Regions from separate parts of the Mus musculus genome. Here region 1 is linked to region 2. A link is a contact called in public Hi-C data. All regions are on one chromosome and are shown on one strand. The core of a region is the stretch at or near the end of the contact, and the rest is flanking DNA. Distances in the headings are between cores, read along the strand shown.

Region 1 (3,085 bases), core at 492-2,991, 80 kb before region 2:
AGGAATCACTTCCCTTATACTTTAAAATGCAGTGCTTCTTGATGTCTGTAGAGTTGTCTGGGCAGCTTTGGCCTTTTGCAAGTCCATCCTTCCCCGATCTGCATCTCTAGTCTCTTAAGAAGCAATGTCTAGAAGCTGGTACTTATGGGGGTGCTTAGTACTTACCATGTACAGTATGGTGCTTAGTACCATGCTTAGTACCTACCATGTACAGTATGTCTTTAGTACCTGGAAAGAGAAAGAAAAGGCTGGGGGGAGAGCTGAGAACTGGGGGAGGTGAGGAAGGGGGTAATTTCACAGCCCCTAGTTGACAAGGACAGAGCTCAGGAAGCTTGCTCGCTGGCAGCTGGCTGAGCGGAAACAAATCCCGGCATCTAGTGAACTCCTCAGCTTCAGGGCTTTTGGCCAAAAAAGCTTTAAGTTTCTTCGTGGCTGCACATTTGCTCCTGCCTCTGAATAGACTCAAACCCCGCCATCAATCTCTCCCTTCCTTTTCTTCCTGCTCAGTTGCCTCCTCCGATTCTACTCACATGACAAAGGGGCCTGTGGGAAGGGATATATGGTTGGAGTTGCCAGAGGGATGTTCAAAGGACAGCAGAGCGCCTTACAAATGATTTAATCAGAACTCTCCCCATTCTGCCAAAAAGGGGTTTTCTCCAGGCCCCAGCTGGCTGACAGTGTAGACCTGGCTTGTTCCTCTCCCTTCTCCCCTGTGTTTCACAGGGTTATTAGAAGATGGACGATACAATTTCGAAAGAAATGCTCTGTAAATTGCAGCCCATAAGCATCTATTATTGGAGTGAGTGTGTCTGTCTGTATGTGTCTGCATCAAAAAAGAGAAGGCTCTTGCTAGATGGTTAGCCAGGTGGTTAAACCTCTGGCTCTAAAAAACATAGGCTCACCTCTCATACCCTGGCTCTGTTATTGGCAGATACTTAGCAGGTTCCAGTGACTCAGGTTCTCACCTGAGAGAAGTGGAAATACCAGTTTCCTTGATGTGGCTCTGTCACTTGATCTCTTGCTCAGGTCCTAGCACATCGGCAATTCTTATAGTAAACAACATAAAAATAAATGAACAAATGAGGACTCACTTCCTCAAAATATGTAGATATTACGGCCATTTACTAGAAAGTTCATCTCCATAGCAGCACGGTGCTTCCCACCTCTTGGTCAACAGGTGGTTGTTGAGTCTAGCCATAGACAAAGCAAATTGCCAAATAAAATGTATGAAACCAGGGCAGGGTGACTGGGTACTCTGACTATCCAGAGTAAGAGTGGTACTTGGGGGCAATAAGTGAGCCTAGCTACAAGAGGAGCCGGGTCAGAGGCTGACCTACTGGGTAGTAAACAGAGTTCAAAGTTTGAGCCTGGGTAGCACAGAGATGCAGGGAGTCACTGTGTCGTTGGTGGGGAGGGCAGGCCAGGATGCAGGTGGAAAAACGTTGCCACAAACCCATTTATGGTTAAGAGGTTTCTGAAGAACAAGCATCCTGTGGCTTTTCCTGGGGAGCTGTGAGCGAACATGTATTCATCCACTCGAGGCACTGGAAACAGACCAAAGAAAAGGCTCTATCGGAGTCTAACTTAATGAACCAGTCAGTTCACAGAGATTACTTCTGGGAGCATGGGTGAAAGATAACTTGGAGAAGTATGATTTCCTCAGGGCGCAGCTACATCATTAGAAAACCCCACCCCAGCATGGATGATAACTTGTGACAGCTGCGTCCCTGAAGCTTCCTGTGTGACTTCCGGGTGGTTCCTCTGGCCAAATAAAATATTCTCCTGAGACAGTGTTTACTGCTTTCGTAACCTTAGGGAGGCATCTTGTAAAGCTTATAGCTTTCTGAGTCTTAAAAGTTTTCTTAGCTTAATGAGTCTTAGGAGCCTTTCTCTTCCTTCTCAGAGAGGATATTTCAATTAGGAAGTAATAGTTACTTAACACCTAGGATCCATGGATTTCCTCTGATAATTTTCCTATCTTACATAAGTAGCTAAGTTATATCTATTTTTATTAAAGATTTGTATTTAAGAATATTATTTTATATTTTATTTGTATGAACTATTTGCCTGGGTGTATGTCTGTGTACCATGTGCACACCGAGTGCTCACAGAGGTCAGAAGATGCCATCAGCTCCTCCAGCACTGGAGTTAGAGATGACTGTGAGACACTGTGTATTCTGGGAACTGAATCTGGCTTCTCTGGATGAGCTGCCAGGTCTCTTGATCATTGAGCCATCTGTCCAGCCCCCACATTTTGTGTGTTCTCCTCCCACAGTGCTCTCTAAAGTGTACAAGCTGTAGAATCACTGTTACCTGTATCTACCTCTGATCACAATACGTCTGTTACACAGGGCTGTCCTTCATAGAGAAAGAATATGGGAGTTGAGATATGATCTCTGGCCAAAAGTTTATACAAGGCGATAGGAGTTTTGCAGCCTGTTTTGTCTTGTAGTGGCAACAAGTTCATGGAAGGCATGGGTGCCTCTACTGTCAAAGCAAACAGCTCCTAAATATATTCTAGGATGGAATTACTTTCAAAGTTGAAGCTTAGAATTTAGTTCTGGGGAAAATTAATGTTCTTAATAAAATGTTCAATCTTAGTTTCCTGTAATCAAGAGAGTTGAGACTGTTTCTGGGGGGAAAAATTACCTACCAGCCAGCTGACTGTCACTAAAAACCTAGACCTTTCATCCAAGAGCTATTTGGTGTCTAGTTTGGCAATGGTTATCAGAGCATTATATTTTCACGTATAATTTGCTCACCAACAGGGACTCTGGATTGGCTCATGGCTGGCTTTGTTCACCAGGGCAAAATTACAGCAAATTGTCATTCTTAGGACTAACATTTCCAGCATGTGTCCGTGTCGTGTCCCCCCCCCCCCCTGCGTCTATCACCCTTGACCGGCTCAACATCTGCCATTCCCCTGTGCATTCGTCTGGATTTCTTGTCTCTATCTTGCTTTGTTAAATGTTTCGATGCAGCCATTGTCTTTCCTCAACTGAATGGGAAGCTTTGAAAACAAGCAACAAACTTGAGGTACAGATTCTTGCTTACTTCTTCCAAAGTTCTTTTTATTGCCTTATTC
Region 2 (3,374 bases), core at 747-3,246:
GTACTGGGAAACAACAAAGATACAGAATTCTAGAGAAAACTGACAGTTCTTCAGAGAACAGAAAAAGCTAACAACCAAAATCATACCATATTCCTACAAACATAAGAACAACACTAGTCAAGTGCAGAATACTGTGATCAAAACAAAACAAACAAAAACCCTGGGAAAGTAATGAACTCCTATCATTAAAAAGGTAAGAAATATGTGCATGCATGTATAGGCATGTGCATGTGAGTGCAGTGCTCATGGAGGCCAGAAGAGGGCGCCAGATCTCGTGGCTCTCGAGTTACAGGCACTTGGGAGCTGTCCCATGTGAGTGCTGGGAAGGAAATTCTGTTCTTCAGTATGTACTCTTAACCACTGAGTGCTCTCTCCAGCCTGAAAAATAAACACTAAAAAAAAAAAAAAAGACTTCCAGAAGAGACAGCAGAGAGGGAGGTATAAACAAATGCCACAACAAAAGCAATAATAATGCAGAGGAAGAAGATGAGAGAAAAATCAGCAATTACCACATCCCCCTAAGAATAGTGTTCACGTTTAATGCAGGTTTTAAAGTTTAGTATGTTCACTGTTCCGATTTTACACCTAGATTTTACAGAACTGTATTCATACAGTCGGCTACTGTATATTCTTCATCTATTACCACGAAATAACATTTTCCCATGTCATTTGTTTATAATTTTTATTTTACTTTATGTGTTTCAGTGTTTTTCTTGCACATGTGTCTGTATACTATGTGAGTGCCTGGCGCCCGCAGAGCTTAGAAGAGGAGAGCAGATCTTCTGGAATTGGAGTTCCAATCAGGTGGGTGCTGAGAACCAATCCTGAGTCCTCTAGAAGAACAACCACCTCACCACCCCTCCCCACGTTATTATGTCATATTAATATTGAGAGGCATTTTTAAGTGTCTGCATGATAGCCCAGAGAGGGGCTGGGTTCCCATTTACTTCTACCATTGCCGTGTCTGCTTCTTTGTCCCCAGCACTACTCAAAGGTTAAGCCCTCAGCAAATGAACCATTGCTCTTCCTGGACTTCAGCCATGTGATTAGGGGACAGGTATTGGGCTGGGTGAGGGATCCTACTTATCATACACCCCCTCCATCCTTTGGCTACCTTGCTGAGAGAGGCTGAAGCATAACTCATCAGAAGTTCCTTGGAGAGAACCCAGGTGAGGTGGGTAATCCTGGAGCTACCATGTCAGCCTGGGCTCCCAGAACAGCCAGCCTGAGAACTTCAAGCAGAGAGAAATGGAGAGGAGAGAAGGATGAGAGAGCCAGGGACTGGAAGAGAGGGGACACAGAGGAGAGGATTGAGCCCAACAGCTGTTACTCCACTGAGTAAGGCTCCTGGAACTCACCTCACTCTACGCCTTCCTGGAATCTGTCACATCAGCTGACATCTCCTTTACGTCTCTCATGCTCACGTGACATGACCGTCTTTTTTTAATTTACAAATTATTACGCTTTCCCTAGCATAACTTCAGGAATGGGAGTTTAATATTCAAGGTTTTTAGAGCAGATGGTTGATAAACATTGTCAAAGCGAACTGACCTAAGAGAACTTCCCCAGGAGAGAATCAGACAGTATCCAGTCCGGGCTTCAGAAGCCGGCTGACAGAGGGTTGAATTGTGAATTCTAAGATATTTGACAATTGACTTCATATATATGATATTTTCTTCACTTTCATATTCATTAACACTATAACCTCTAGCATTTGTTGAAGCTCCTGTGTGAGGCATATGGTAACCCGTGGTTTGCAGTTCTGGGTAAATTAATCCCAAGGGCATTCTTTCTCATGGCCTTGTTATGATCTGTAAAGCGAGAATGGACTGAAATAGCCAACAGGAAGCATCAAGCTGAGACAATGTTTTTCTCCTCCTTTTTCCTTCGGGGTATAATCTTAACCCTTCCTGTGCGGCCAGAATACAGAAGCCCCTTGACTTTTGCACAGACAAATCTGTTTCCTGTTTGTCACTCTAACTTGCTATCCGTCATCTCCTGGCCTTTGTACAGCAGTTGGTGTGAGATCAGAAATGACGCAAGCCACACAAGACTGGAGCCCAGCAGATGCAAGTAATATGCCGTGCTCTGAGGAAGAATAAAAGTCACAAAGACGCCAACTTTCTTTAGTTTGTAAATTTAATCCAGTTGTCCACAAACCAAGAAAGCTGGTTCTGAAGTTCACACGGAAACTTAGACAAACTGGAGCGACCAAGGGCGTTTCTGAGGACAAACATTAGTGAGGGCAAATTAGCCTCTTCTCAAGAGCAATGGCGTTCTACAACTTCAGTAATGAAAACAGTGGGATGTGGGTATCTGAGTGGACAAACAGACCATAAAACAGACTAGAAAAGCTAGAAAAAGGTCCAGCTAAGGAAATGATTTTGTAGATTTAGTAGTGAAGGGTGTGTGTGTGTCAAAATCCACATTAAACAGCACACCATTGGCAAGGTTCTGGACACAGGAAGAAGTGCCACAAATCACAGACTGGAATTCTATAAGGGGAGAGCTGCTCATAGTGAGGAAAACTACATATGCACCAGACCTTCCTCTAGAATCTTGTCTGTAGATTAAAATGTACATATGTAAAAATGTTAGGTGTGCAAAAGTTATTTTAGCCAATATATAGTAAGAAGTACAAGTGTCTGGCAATGGGAGCCTGGATAAACTGTGGTCTAACTGCACATTCGAATGCTAATCAGTTTCAACACCACACAGGAAGTGGCAGGGAGGCATCGAGGCAGTGAGGCAGCCGTTACTGAGCTCAGTGGGTGAAGAAAGCTTACAGCAAAAGCCTAAAGACCTGAGTCCAATCTCCAGAATCCATGTGAAAAAGCCAGGCATGGGGCGCATGCGTATTACCCAAGCATGGAGAAGCAGAGACAGGAAGATCCCTGAGGTTGGCTTAGCAGCCAGCCTAGCCACTCTGGAAGAGTTCTAGGTCAGTAAGAGACCCTTCAAACAAAGAAAGAAACAAAGTGAACAAAGCTTCCTGTGGAATGGACTAAGGTCCTCCTCTAGCCTTCACATGCACAGGTACACACAAGCACACATGCATACCATACACATGCACATACATGTAATCATATGAACAGGTATACACACACATAGAGACACACACAGGAGGACACACCACACACACACACACACACACACACACACACACACATACACACACACACACACACACACACACACACACACACACATCTGCCAGGTATGGTAGTGCATGCCTCTAGTCCCACACTAGGAGCAGGGAAGCAGGAGGATCAAGGTCAGAGTGTCAGCTAGTTTGGGCAAAGCCAGCCTGGGCAAATATCTCAGAAACAAAAATCAAATAAGCAAACAAATGAAAATAGGTGGCAAGATTGAAT

What was found. Hi-C and Micro-C count contacts between places; a contact is called where the count stands out from the background.
Region 1: a Hi-C map of pro-B cells shows a contact between it and region 2, with 2.7 times the contacts expected there. The contact joins two enhancer-like sites. A contact is called at or near these places in 1 of 39 promoter capture datasets (the C10 cell line), 2 of 15 datasets of contacts at CTCF or cohesin (large pre-B cells and pro-B cells) and 5 of 484 Hi-C or Micro-C datasets (the 63-12 cell line, the C10 cell line, cumulus cells and 2 more).

The regions. Positions count from the first base shown.
Region 1 is chr1:166,898,072-166,901,156 of GRCm38.p6, reverse strand. No RefSeq gene overlaps it. Among named protein-coding and RNA genes, the nearest start is that of Gm33404, 44 kb to the right of the region's middle. Within about 2 kb of position 1,741, at least 45 of the 459 cell types and tissues checked have an H3K27ac peak or open chromatin away from gene starts, as enhancers often do. A contact at or near this core is called in the 63-12 cell line, pre-B cells and pro-B cells, where this site is marked.
Region 2 is chr1:166,818,218-166,821,591 of GRCm38.p6, reverse strand. No RefSeq gene overlaps it. Among named protein-coding and RNA genes, the nearest start is that of Gm33404, 35 kb to the left of the region's middle. Within about 2 kb of position 1,996, at least 60 of the 459 cell types and tissues checked have an H3K27ac peak or open chromatin away from gene starts, as enhancers often do. A contact at or near this core is called in the 63-12 cell line, pre-B cells and pro-B cells, where this site is marked.